Regions from separate parts of the Zea mays genome. Here all the other regions are linked to region 2. A link is a contact called in public Hi-C data. All regions are on one chromosome and are shown on one strand. Each heading gives the region's core, a stretch centred on a gene start, on an enhancer-like site or on the middle of the called end of the contact. The rest is flanking DNA. Distances are from core to core; before and after follow the strand shown. Region 1 holds the start of LOC100193374 (Splicing factor, arginine/serine-rich 2). Region 2 holds the start of LOC103639107 (glucan endo-1,3-beta-glucosidase 1). Region 3 holds the start of LOC103639108 (Putative calmodulin-binding family protein).

What was found. Hi-C and Micro-C count contacts between places; a contact is called where the count stands out from the background.
Region 1: a Hi-C map of tassel shows a contact between it and region 2, with 3 times the contacts expected there. The contact joins the promoter of LOC100193374 here to the promoter of LOC103639107 in region 2. A contact is called at or near these places in 2 of 25 Hi-C or Micro-C datasets (ear and tassel).
Region 3: a contact with region 2 is called in a Hi-C map of bundle sheath, with 5 times the contacts expected there. The contact joins the promoter of LOC103639108 here to the promoter of LOC103639107 in region 2. A contact is called at or near these places in 3 of 25 Hi-C or Micro-C datasets (bundle sheath, ear and tassel).

The regions. Positions count from the first base shown.
Region 1 is chr9:132,592,766-132,597,703 of Zm-B73-REFERENCE-NAM-5.0, forward strand. It overlaps LOC100193374 (Splicing factor, arginine/serine-rich 2), which reads left to right and starts at 2,708. Exons shown (of 7, transcript NR_183552.1): 1 at 2,708-2,918; 2 at 3,737-3,894; 3 at 4,385-4,462; 4 at 4,724-4,831.
Region 2 is chr9:132,452,057-132,456,486 of Zm-B73-REFERENCE-NAM-5.0, forward strand. It overlaps LOC103639107 (glucan endo-1,3-beta-glucosidase 1), which reads right to left and starts at 1,729. Exons shown (of 4, transcript XM_008661904.3): 1 at 1,417-1,729.
Region 3 is chr9:132,686,025-132,690,342 of Zm-B73-REFERENCE-NAM-5.0, forward strand. It overlaps LOC103639108 (Putative calmodulin-binding family protein), which reads left to right and starts at 2,761. Exons shown (of 9, transcript XM_008661905.4): 1 at 2,761-2,986; 2 at 3,109-3,646; 3 at 3,768-3,833; 4 at 3,929-4,017; 5 at 4,112-4,202; 6 at 4,299-4,318. The coding sequence starts at 3,143.

The DNA.
Region 1 (4,938 bases), core at 1,458-3,957, 140 kb after region 2:
TTAAAAATCTTGTGTGGCTTTCAGAAATATTACGCTTCTTCAGTGCTGGCATGAAGTCATCTTCATCAGAATCAAGCTGAATTGTTTCATTGGTCAAATTTTGACTGTCAACATTTGGAGGATTTCCAACTTCTGGACATGGATTAGACTGTTCTGCAGAGGGAATGTCAACACTGAAACACTCCTGGCTTGACTGAATTGTTATACGTTTGGGGTTATTTGGAGGACGGTCCACGTGCTTCATTTTTTTAAATTAAAAGCTACATACATATACACAATATTGTAAAAATTAAACTGTTATATATGCATATGTATTTATTGTGTGGTATGATTGAATCAATGAACCTAGTTGTTTTAAATACCAAGCTTAAAACATCTGAATATACTGTTCTCTATTTACATTTGCATACATATACTGAACTGTTCAATCATAAGGAAAAACTGAATATGTTTCAATAAAAACAGACCTTGCTGTAACCAATAATGTATTAGCTGTAATCATCTAAAATACATAAATGTATGCACTAAACATATATGGAATTTTATATAAAAATATACTCTATGAAAAACAACTAGTTGACTGCTCATTTACTAAACACAGTTGCATACATATTCTGACCTGATATACTATCATAAAAAACTGAATATGTTTCATAAAGTTGCATACAGTTGCATACATGAAACACAGTTGCATATATGTTCTGTCCTGTTCTACAGTCATAAAAATCTGAATATGTTTGAGCAAAACAAAACTTGCTATAAACAAGCTGTATTATCTGTGAACTAGTGTAATAAATAATGTATGTTTTATAATAATAAAAAACTGGATATGATTCGATAAAACATATACTGAACTGTTCAATAATAAGTGAAAAACAGACCTTGCTGTAACCAATAATGTATTAGCTGTAATCATCTGAAATACATAAATGTATGCACTAAATATATATGAAATTTTATATAAAAAATATACTCTATGAAAAACAACTAGTTGACTCCTCATTTACTAAACACAGTTGCATACATATTCTGACCTGATATACAATCATAAAAAATTGAATATGTTGCATAAAGTTGCATACAGTTGCATACATGAAACACAGTAGCATATATGTTCTGTCCTGTTCTACAGTCATAAAAATCTGAATATGTTGCATACAATTGCATACAGTTGCAAACATGAAACACAATTTGCATACAAACTGAATATGTTTGAGCAAAACAAAACTTGCTATAAACAAGCTGTATTAACTGTGAACTAGTGTAATAAATAATGTCTGTTTTAAAATAATAAAAAACTGGATATGATTCAATAAAACAATACATGCTGTGAACAGAAATGTATTAACTATAAAAATAATGGAATAAATATATGTATGCAGTCACAAAAACAACTAGATGACCACTCAATTACCAATTGAACATAATCTGTGAAAAAAAAACTTTAACTGATGTGCATAAACATGTAACCTAATGTGCATAAACAACTGTGTAAATGTGCGTAACCAACTGTGTAAATGTGCGTAAATGTAATAAATCAACTGCATAAATATTTTCCACCCTAGCCGTAATCCACACAATGCAGAATGAACAAAAAATAACTCGTTTGTTGACGGTCGAAGTCGATCCAATGAAATGCGCGCGAGCTAGGGTTGGGAAGAACACACCGAAAATGGTTAGGGAAGGGCTACCAATTGGAGCGGTACCCGTTGACGGCGGCGAATGTGGAAGATGGCGGAGAACGTGGAAGCAGTCGGGTCGGTGGAGAGCGAGGAAGCAGACGCGTCGGCGGAGAAAGTAGGGTTTTCTCCGGTCTGGACTTCGGTCTCCTGACGCAGCGGCGGGAATATTGGAGCGTGGATTGGGGACACCGAGGACGCGCCGCTCAAATGCCGATTGCGACTGGATCGACAGCGAGCGGCGAGGGGCTGGAAGAGTCGTCGGGGATGGAAGAGTCGGCGGAGATTCCCGGAGTCGGGGCGGGGTTGGGGTTTTGCGGTTATGGAAACTGAGCCGGGAGCAAAGGAGCTAATCGCGGAGCACGTCAGTATTTATATAGAATCTGAAAAGTCGGCCGACTGTGAATGCACGTGCGTTCATATTTAGCTGGGGCTTCCTCTAGCTAAATAGATCCCAGGGCTCTAAATACATATAGTGGGTGTATATATATATATATATATATATATATATATATATATATATATATATATATATATATATATATATATATATATATATATATATATATATATAACCTTTCCTATTTTAAATAGCACTCCATCTGTTGTAAACTATATAATATATTTCACCTTTTCCAGATATTTATAAATTGTGATATGCACTTTATATATAGAGAGAGAGAGAGACCCACAATAATAAAATAATATATCTTAAAAAAGTTAAAATATCTTATAGTTTAGGATGACAAGAGTATATCTTTACAAAAGATTGGAAGTCAATCGTTACCATGGATGTTTAGACGTCCTACAATTGGACCGTGAGAGTTGATTTTTTTTTCAAAAAAAGTTTTTCTCCTCAAAGAGTCATTTGGAAAGGAAAAAAGAAAAAAAAGTTCCTTCCAACCCAGAGAACCTTGACCTTGTTTTGGGCTTAATCCCATGATCTACAGGCCCACGCCAAGACCGAACCGAGCATAGCTCGGCCCGCCCACACAAACTGTTGCACCAGGCAGCCCAAATCCCCGCCCACCCTTCTTTCACACACCCGTCGCGCTTTCGGGCCTCGGAAGCTTCCGGAGACAGGAGACAACCAGCCGCTCCCCCCCCCCCCCCCTCCCCCGTGCCCTAGACAAAGAGGAAAGGTACGCCTCCGGTTCCAGAGCGGAGAGGATTGCGCCGCCTGATTGGCGATTGCTGATAGTCTGCCGCCAGTGCCCTCGCCCGATTTGCTCCGCCGAGGTAAGCGCTGCGGTGCACTCCCCGTGGTCTTCCCCGCTTCGAATCTGACGCGGTCGGATGATGTTCGTTATGCGTTCTGTCTAGTCGATTCGGTCTGTCGTTTCTCCCTGTCGAGGAACCATAGTTCGTTATCGCGTTGCGGAAGGTGGACCGTCGTCCTGTTGCCTTGGATTTAGTTCCTTTTGGGATTAGTCGTCTGTGAGGCGGCATCGTTGGAGGAGGGCCGTATGCGTGCTGAAGCTGTTATTTCCCACCCGGAGTGGAGGGTGGGATGGACGGCGGTAGATACGTGCCGGCAGAATCTCCCAGTAGAATTGCGAAGAGGAAAAAAAGAAGGAAAACTATCTGCCTCAAACAAAATATGCACAACACTTAAATATGTTATTAGTTGTATTTGCTCATACAGATTTACAGATACCTGTTCTTTCCTATGCTTATGGACTGTAATACTGCATAGGTTCATTATAGATGACATGTGTGCATGAGCGTGTCTTAAGCAACAGTTTCTCAAACCTGATTCTATTGGTCAAAATACGGGATGGAGTTGGATTCCTTGCATATATAATAAACAACTAAAGAAGCAAGCTATTTACAGCACGCATTTTTTTCTTCTGTTGTCCAATTAGCTTTTAGTGTAGCCTACTTACATTAACTAGTTAATAATTTTATGCTTCGGTGCCTGTTTGAGTATATATGTATTCGACATAGCCTTGATTCTTTTCTTAAGTGGGTCTGGTATGTAAATGCATGGTTTTGATGGACATAATTGCTATTGTGCCAGTTCTAACGAATCTTATTGTTTTCTCTTGGCTTCTTAGAACAACATGGGGAGAAGCTATAATCACAGTCCATCGCCACCAAGAGGCTACAGGAGAAGAACTCGCAGCCCAAGTCCTCGTGGTCGGTATGGAGGCCGTGATACTGATAGGGACCTCCCAACTAGTCTTTTGGTGAGGAATCTTCGTCGGGATTGTAGGTAAGATTTCCCCTGCTCCTGGATCAGTAGTAGAATGGATTTTCTTTGGTGCTGCTGTCAATAGTTATTGAATTGGTAAAATAGGTAATTCATTCTAATATTTGAACTTGTCAGAGGGAATATAATTAGCAGGCTTGTAATTGGTAATTTCTTAGTTTCTTAAGACTTATAGCATTTTTTCTTGCAATGAAAAAAAACATGTTGATCTTTGTTTTTTCAAACTGGTCCCATGTAATGTTGCTCCTGCTCAGAACATATAGAAATTGTAAATATACAGTTCTGTCTAGCTATTCAGAGGGGTTTGTAATGCATTCTGCTTCGTAAGTTATGCCTTAACGAAGCGTACCCCTCTTGATTTTACTGAGTTCTTTTGTTGCAAATCCCTTTTTGTTTTCCATGTTTATGAGGTGCTTCCTATTGCATATAGCAATGAGAATGGATTATTCTTTGATACTTCACTACTGTAACTTGGCTGTTATCACAACTGTAGGCCTGATGACCTTCGTAGACCATTTGGAAAATTTGGCCCCGTTAAAGACATATATCTGCCAAAGGATTACTACACTCGGTAAGGTACCTTGACTTAATTATTGTGAGTGGGTGTTTGCCCATGGACACCTATGTGCAACTTGGAGATCTCTCCCTGAACTTTATAGTACACTAAAGTATATTTGCTCCAGAACAGGATTATGATTGTTGTTGCTTGTTTTTAACATATTATAAGCATGTTCTTTACAGATTTTTAATTATTATTCTCTGTATCGTATGGTTTACACTGGGTTGCTTTACGCACCCCCTGAGATTAACAGTGAAAGTAACTTTTTTGAAGACGCAAGTCTTAAGAGTACTATTGAAGAAAAGGAAGAAATAGAGGTTTAAAGAGATATGCAAGTTATGAAGAGTTTCAAGTGTATCTCTAAACACTGATGACTGCAAGGTCAGCAGCTTAGTGCCTGCTTTACCTTTGAGATTGATTTGTGTATCGACTGAAATTGATTTGTTTGTATCACCATTCTTGGAAGGAAGAGTTCGCAACATCTTGAT
Region 2 (4,430 bases), core at 479-2,978:
AACAATTTCATAGAATAACAGCAAACATTTATGCCACCAAACACGCATACTCGTAGTTGTTAGTATTTTTTATATAAATATCTGATAAAACTCAAAACTGGTTGACACTTGAGAGCTGGGATTTTTTTAAGCAAATGAATAACATCATCATTTGACCAAAATTCCTTTCACAGAATAACATAAGCATTTATGCCGCCAAAGTATGTTTACCATAAAACATACTACTCACTCCGTTCACAAATATACTACCCCTATAAGATTGATTATGATTTGAAGCGGAGAGAGCGGAGCAGTTTTTGTAGAGAGTCGTATGACGCCAAAACAGTGCTACCATTAAAGACTAATCAGTCTACCGTGACAGCGTGTCAAGGCTCAATCATAGGGATGTTAGGTTGCAGAGGTTTCGAGTTCTTCTGTGCAGAGGTGGAACTGTCCAACAGCAGGGTGTCTCACTATCAACGCGCGCAGTGTGTGCGACGTCGCAGCGGAAGCGGAAGCGGAAGGAAGGAAATAATTGAGATGCGAATCCGGGACCGGGACTCGCTCGCTGCTGATATGCTTTGCACACTCTCCTGTTGTCAGTGTCGTCGGCCGAGAGCATCGCCCAAGTGTCGTCAAACTGTGGAAGGGGAGCGCACAAGTACCGGTGGCTGTCACTCACACACAGGCTGGACTGTCAGCACCACGCGGCTCAACAGAATCTGGATGCGAGCGGATTGAAGGAAAAGCAGACGACAGAGAAGCAAGCTGACGAAGGACGTCTCAACAGGAAGAAGCACGGTAACGTCCGAGTAACTGGGCCTGAGTGGGCCGTGTAAGTGAATGGGGGCTAGTCAGTAGTGTGGAGTTGTAGCTAAGGGATAAAAAGGAAACGACGCCCTGCTCCCTTCTTCTCCAAGTGTTCTTCCCAGCCGAGCACCTTCCTCTCCCGATCCCCCCTTCCTAGGTGCTAACATGGACCCCCCACGTCCGTCGTCTAATCCAGGTGGTTGGTGAGCTAAAACACCTAAATCCGACGGTAGTTTGTGAGCAGTGACCTGTCGCGTCGCCTATATTATGGGTATGGAATGGAGAAGATGACAGGCGAAGGATCTGATGGAAGGTGCTGTCCTGCTTGCCAGCATGCACGGTGACTGCTACCGGGAGAGAAGATTAGTAAAGATTCATCTCTGATTTGGTTTTGCGGTTGGGCAAGGCAAGCGGCCAGTGTAGTGCTCTGACCAGCAGCGCTGGCTGGCAGTGCACGCACGGGTTGGGTTGCAGCACCGGCCGGGGGAGAGATCGTCGAACGATGAACGAAGGCGCAGCCGCAGCGCAGTGCAAGCTGATCGAGTTTAGTTAATGGGAAAACAGAGCAGGAGCGATCCTGGTTCCACAACTATAAACGGGAATAAGCATGCATGAGCACGTACGTACCTCGAGCTGAGGCTTCTTCCGTTCCGTTCCGTTCCCGATGGCCTCCGATCCGATCGCCTTCCTTTAGCTTGCTTCTTCCGGACGAAACGAAAGCCTAGCCTGCCTCGATCCGAATGCCTACGAAAACTTGGTACAGGACTACAGGGCCTGAACCGGGAGGGAATGAACGAGGGAAGGAAGCTCACGCCGTGGCTGCTGCCTTGGCTTTAATATACGCACAGCAGCGCCAAGTGCAGGCACACGAGCAGAGCAGGAGGCGTGATGATTAGGACGTTGGTTACGCGCGCTAACCGACGCCACAGCGGCGGGGTGACGCGGCGGGTTAGCCTCTTTAAAGTTAAGCTACAGAGTGGACGTGGAGATGAGGAGGTGGGTGCAGCGGCCAGAGAAAACGAATTCTAGCATGTACGCTTAACTTTAATATATACCAACTTATACTACTTTTTATATTGTTTTGTCTCTATGTATTACAACTGCTACAATTTCAACAGTTAACTTTAACCTAAAGCGAATAACTCCGAAACCGGTGTCTAGCTTTTCTCTCGCGATACCACAGTCCACAACATGTGTCTATTGGAGATTTGGAGGTCAGCTATGTTGACCGTGTGATCGCCTTTTTTATTTTATCATATTTTTTTAAAAAAATCTCATGTTTGCAATATAAAACCACGGTAGGACTGGGCACGGAAGCCAATGCTTTGTACTCCGGTAAACCCTAGCCGCAACATTGGCAGAGATGACCCAATCTTCTAGGCACTTCTGCCGCAACGTTGGCAGAGATGACCCGATCTTCTAGGCACTTCTGATCAGTGACTAGAAACGCATCAACCTATGACGATATCGGTCAATGGAGCCCACGTCTCCATTGTTGCCGGGTTCCAAGGAGCCACCAGCAAGGCAAAAACTAATCATGGATCGGATGGCATCGGTGGCCAGCGACATGATGTCACCATACATCAACAAAGATGGAGGAACACCGATGCAGGACATGACTGTGTTGGCGATCACGACCATCAACATGGCATAGGAAGGTAGGACTCGTGTTTTCCTCTCCCCTCAACCTCTCAGATTAGGATTAAGCCTTGTACATCATCGATCCCAAGGGACTTAGACCGGTCCCAAGGGTCTTAGAAATATATCAATAGCATCGGAGCCACCAAAGTCCGTATTTCACATACATAAGAAGCTAGAGTTAAGAACAGAGCTCGTGTCAACAAAAGGGATATAGGGTCCAAAAATACCTATTATATCCATAACCCGATAATAGACCATGGAGAGGAACTAGACTGCAGAAAATAATGGGATTAGGGTGGTAGCCTTAAACCTGAACTCTCAAATCTAACAAAAAAAGGATTTAGGTTAGGTAACCCTAACTCTAATCTACAAATCAGAAGAAAGCGCAAGAACAAAAAGAGGTTCGGATAAGTTAACCATAACCATAATCCCCAAATTATAGAAGAAAGGAAAAGAACATAGTGGATTTGGGTTAGGTAAACCCTAATCCTAACCCACCCATAACGGGATTGGGCTCATGATAAAAAAAAAACATAACTCTAATATCAACTGTGAATTGGTCAATTCACATATAAGATAGAAAAATACATATCAAAGAAAAGAATACAAGTAGGTCAGAGAGGACGTCTTCGGTTAGCTGAAGAAGATGAAGAACAGAACGGCCGCGATGTGTGGAGGAGAAAGAAATGACTTAGGGTTTTTAACATCGTCCGATTTTTTATATGCAGGGGGCGGAGCTAAAGCTTAGTACATGTGTCAGCTGACATCGATGAATTCGGAAAAATCCAGTGTAGAATATTATTTAAGCACTGGTTATAGTATTGATGAGATCCGTTATAAACGATAGTGACACCAGCAAACTTGGATGCTATGCTTCAACCCTGTTTATATGTTAACAGTAACCCGTCGGACCCCGACGCGACGGCCACAGTAGGTGCGGACGAATGACGCGCACGAGTGGTGCTGAATTGGCGGCTCGGATACGCCTCCGAGGCTTCAGGCAACCACCAACGAGGCCATAATATTCGGACGGAGAGAGTAGCACGTGCTGAATACGCGGTGTCCAATTTGGAGTCGAGCAAGAGCTGGCTGGCTGGCTGGTCGCCAACGGAAACTCCCCTAGCTAAAAGTGTAAAGTCGACGACGAGTACCAGGCACGCGCTGCAGACTACTCCAACGAAAGACGATTCGGCTTGGTGCAACTCCGAGCTGAAAGCACACCGGAGACGGAGAAAAAACGGACACCATCACCATCCCGGCCCATCCCCCATCCACGTACGTATACATGTGGCCGGCCGGCCGGCCACCGCATCTATCGGCCGTTCCGAGCAGGTGGCCACCCCGTTCATCTTCTAACCAAACTTGGGTCCGGCTCCGTTTTCTTGTTTCCCCGTCTCCCCTCCCGCTTCTGCTCCACACCGAAAAGAAGTCATCAACTGCCGATCCGCCCGCCCACTGGTCTTCGCGATCAGGTGACGGCGCGACGCCAGAAGCCACCCACCCCACACCCACCCGAACGGGCTAACTTTAGATTGCATCGATCATAAGTGGAATCCAAAGGCTAGCTTCCCTATTAACACACCCGCCTTTCCGCTGGATTAGTGGATAAGGCTCAGTCAGCCTCATGTAGAGCGCCACGGGTGCTTTTGCTGCGTCCTGCCTTTCGACTGCTGACGGGGTTCTTCTCACATGCACGCACACAACAAAGATTGCACACTCACTCACTCACTCTGTCGGCCCCTACTCCACATTTACATCCTTTCCTTTGCACTGTATATATTATCAGCTCCATATCGGCACTGCGCATCCATCTTATCTTGTACAATTATTAACTAACCTTACGATCATTAAACGAGGGGCTTTGTGCGTTAGAGCGTCACCTTAACCTTAGGGCATGTACTGTTAGAATCTATACTGCATAGGATCGATTCCTAAGTCCCTAGAAAACCAATCCGTAACTGGAACTGGAAGTATAATCTTGATGACGAGTAGTTCTGATC
Region 3 (4,318 bases), core at 1,511-4,010, 240 kb after region 2:
AGCTCACCGGAGACACCATGTTCGGTGCCCATCGAGGGTAACATGGCGCTCTCCCCCCCTCCTCCTTGCGGAAAGGCGACGTAGGGGCGTATGTAAAAAGGCCGAGTCTGTCCCTGATCGCCCTCTCGCCCTGTGCGGAGGCTCGGGGGCTGCTCTCGCAAACCCGGCTCCGGCCGAACCGTTGACAGCGTCAACATACCAGCCCGAGAACTTGGGCCCCGACCGTGCACCCGGGCTACGGCCAGTTCGCATGAGGGAACAACCAGACCAGCCGAAGCATTACGCAAGGCATTAAGACCTCGAAGGAGTGAAACCACTCCTCCGAGGCCTCGGGGGTTACACCCGGCGGGTGCGCTCGCGCGCACCCACCGGAACAAAATGCAACCGAGAAAGGCTGGTCCCCTTGCAAAAAAGTGCGACGAAAGCCTCCAAGCGAGTGCTAACACTCCCTTCGAGGCTCGGGGGCTACTGTCGGGGACCATAATTAGGGGTACCCTCAAGACGCCTAATTCTCAGCTGGTAACCCCCATCAGCATAAAGCTGCAAAGGCCTGATGGGTACGATTAAGTCAGGGATCAGTCCATACGAGCGAGTCGATCACGCCTCGCCCGAGCCTAGCCTCGGACAAGGGCAGCCGACCCCGAGGGATTTCCGTCTCGCCCGAGGCCCCCCTCCAACGGTGGACACATCTCCGGCTCGCCCGAGGCCTTGCCTTCGCTAAGAAGCAACCCTGACTAAATCGCCGCGCCGACCGACCGAGTCGCAGGAGCATTTAACGCAAAGGTGGCCTGACACCTTTATCCTGACGCTCGCCCCCGGCAGAGTCGAAGTGATCGCCGTCACTTCGCCGCTCCACTGACCGGTCTGACAGAAGGACAGCGCCGCCTGCGCCACTCCGACTGCAGTGTCACTTGACAGAGTGAGACTGACAGGCAGTCAGGCCCTGCCGAAGGCACCATAGGAAGCTCCGCTCCGCCCGACCCAGGGCTCGGACTCGGGCTAAGCCCCGGAAGACGGCGAACTCCGCTCCGCCCGACCCAGGGCTCGGACTCGGGCTAAGCCCCGGAAGATGGCGAACTCAGCTCCGCCCGACCCAGGGCTCGGACTCGGGCTAAGCCCCGGAAGACGGCGAACTCCGCTCCGCCCGACCCAGGGCTCGGACTCGGGCTAAGTCCCGGAAGACGGCGAACTCCGCTCCGCCCAACCCAGGGCTCGGACTCGGGCTAAGTCCCGGAAGACGGCGAACTCCGCTCCGCCCGACCCCAGGGCTCGGACTCGGGCTAAGTCCCGGAAGACGGCGAACTTCGCTCCGCCCGACCCAGGGCTCGGACTCGGGCTCAGCCCCAGAAGACGACGAACTCCGCTTCACCCGACCCCAGGGCTCGGACTCCGCCCTGGCCTCTGCCGAACGACCTCCGCCTCGCCCGACCTAGGGGCTCGGACTCGGCCTCGGCCACGGAAGACAGACTCGACCCCGGCTTCGGAGGAGCCTCCACGACGCCCAACCTAGAGCGCAGGCCAGCCACGTCAGCGGGAAGCGCCATCATCACTCTACCCCGAGCCGATTGGGGCCGCAGAGAACAAGACTGATGTCCCATCTGGCTAGCTCTGCCAGATAGGCAATGATGGCGCCCCGCAAGCTCTGTGACGACGGCGGCTCTCAGCTCTCTTACGGAAGCAGGAGGACGTCAGCAAGGACTCAACCGCTCCGACAGCTGTCCCTCCGCCAGGCTCCGCCGCTCCTCCGACAGCCACGACACCACACCAGCTGGGTGCCAAGATCTCTCCGGCTGCCACATTGGCATGTACTTAGGGCGCTAGCTCTCCCCCGCTAGACACGTAGCACTTTGCTACACCCCCATTGTACACCTGGATCCTCTCCTTACGCCTATAAAAGGAAGGACCAGGGCCTTCTTAGAGAAGGTTGGCCGCGCGGGGACGAGGACGAGACATGCGCTCTCTTGGGGCCACTCGCTTCCCTCACCCGCGCGGACGCTTGTAACCCCCTACTGCAAGTGCACCCGACCTGGGCGCGGGACGAACACGAAGGCCGCGAGATTTCCACCTCTCTCACGCCCGTCTCCGGCCACCTCGCTTCCCCCCTTCGCGCTCGCCCACGCGCTCGACCCATCTGGGCTGGGGCACATTCACTCGTCGGCTTAGGGACTCCCCGGTCTCGAAACGTCGACAGTAGACTGCTTTGTTAGCAGAGTGAAGTTTGAATATGAGTATGAGGATAAGTAAGCTGGTAGAGATAGTATAAGCTAAAGATATCTCAAATTTATCTAAAGCATCAATCCTAGCAATCAATCGTCTTACAAACATCAAATCAAGAAAGATGAAATGTGCAGGGAGTTTGGGATGACTAAATGGGTTAGTTTTTACAGAGAAATTTGTCAGATACTATTTTCAAAGATAGGTTTGAAAATATTTTTTTAAAAAAAATCCCTGCAGGTACCTTCGCAGTGTTGCGGACCGAAAATTTCGAAAATTTCCGGACTCCCGAGGACACGGCTGGATGCGGACTTGCGGAGTCAGGCAGCCGCAGCAGCATCGCTGGTTTTGATACACGGTTGCCAGCCATGCCACTGACCGCGGGCCGCGGCAGCCTAGCGCCACCGCGATTCCGACTTCCGAGTGAGACCAACTCTGACATCCCATCCCCGACAACACGTGGAACCGCCACAAAACTAATCGTCTTTTGGTGGGTCGGCTTCTCGTTCTCGCGCGCACCCCCGCGCCCCGCCCCGCCACCCAGAAGTCCACACCGCCAGCGACAGCGACCCTCATCAGCTCAGCTGCTCCCCCTCTGTCTATATATGGGCCTTGTCTCACACTAATCCTCTCACATAATTAGCCACCGCCACCAGTTAGCCCTCTGTCCTGTTTGACGAGGAGGAGAAGGAAGCAAGGAACAAGGCGCCGGAGGGGGAAGAGGAACTCAAGCTCCGGCAAACAGCAAGCCCATATACGTACATTGTGATAGGTGAGAGCTACGGATCGAGGCTGCCTCATTCTCCCCTCTTGCATTTCTCTTCCTCTCGCTCGCGCTCCAAATCTTCTTCTTGCGCATCAATCGGTTGCTTTGCTGCACGCGGTCTCCTGCAGCCGCTACAACAAGGCCGTCGCCGTCGCCGTTGCCATGGGAGTCCTCTTCTCGTGCCCCGCCGACGACTACGACCCGCTGCACCTGGTGGAGGAGGAGGCGGCGCCGCCGTCCGCCGGCGGCGCAGGGGAGGAGCCGGCCGTCTTCACGGCGGCGCTGGGCTCCGGCAAGCTGCGCATCGAGGGGTCGCTGAGCTTCAAGCGGGCGCAGGCCGCGCTGCAGGTGGAGACCGAGATCTCCATCCGGACCGCCGCCATGCCCGCGCCGGGACCGGGACCCCTGCCCAGGGGAGCTAGGTTCGCCGGGCCGGCGGCCGCGGACAGCCCCAAGCACGAGGCGGCGGCGCTCAGGCTGCAGAAGGTGTACAAGAGCTTCCGCACGCGGCGCCAGCTCGCCGACTGCGCCGTGCTCGTGGAGCAGAGCTGGTGGAAGCTGCTGGACTTCGCGCTGCTAAAGCGCAGCTCCGTTTCCTTCTTCGACATCGAGAAGCAGGAGACCGCCGTGTCCAAGTGGTCAAGGGCAAGAACGCGAGTCGCCAAGGTAACACAGTTTTTTTTTTCTTTTTCTTTTTGTGCTAGTGCCAGTATTGTGGAACGAATTTATAATGTTTGTGGGTTGGGCTGCTAACATTTCTGTTGGAATTTGGACGCCTCTCTCTCAGGTTGGAAAGGGGTTGCTGAAGGACGAGAATGCTCAGAAGCTTGCGTTGCAGCACTGGCTGGAAGCGGTGAGAAACACAATCTAAACAGTTTTGCAGTTTACACATCTTTTTTCGAATCTATAAACAGTTAGTTTCAAACTGAGATTTGTTTTTATGAGCAGATTGACCCGCGGCACCGGTACGGCCACAACCTTCACTGCTACTACGACTGCTGGCTCCACTCCGAAAGCAAGCAGCCTTTCTTCTACTGGTGAGTGCTCCTGGCTGCTAACCCTGCTGCTACCATCTCGGCTGCGACGGTCGTTTGAAGCTGACGGTCTTGGTTTTGGCCGATGCACATGCAGGCTTGACGTCGGAGAAGGCAGAGAGATGAATCTCGAAGGCAAGTGCTCAAGATCGAAGCTTCTGAGCCAGTGCATCAAGTACCTTGGCCCAGTAAGTATTTCACAAAGAGATGGAGCGAGCAAGCAAGCTAGGTGAAAAGCTAGAGCTAGGAGGCTGATACACCATCCTTTTTATATATCTGCGCAGAAAGAGAGAGAGGACTATGA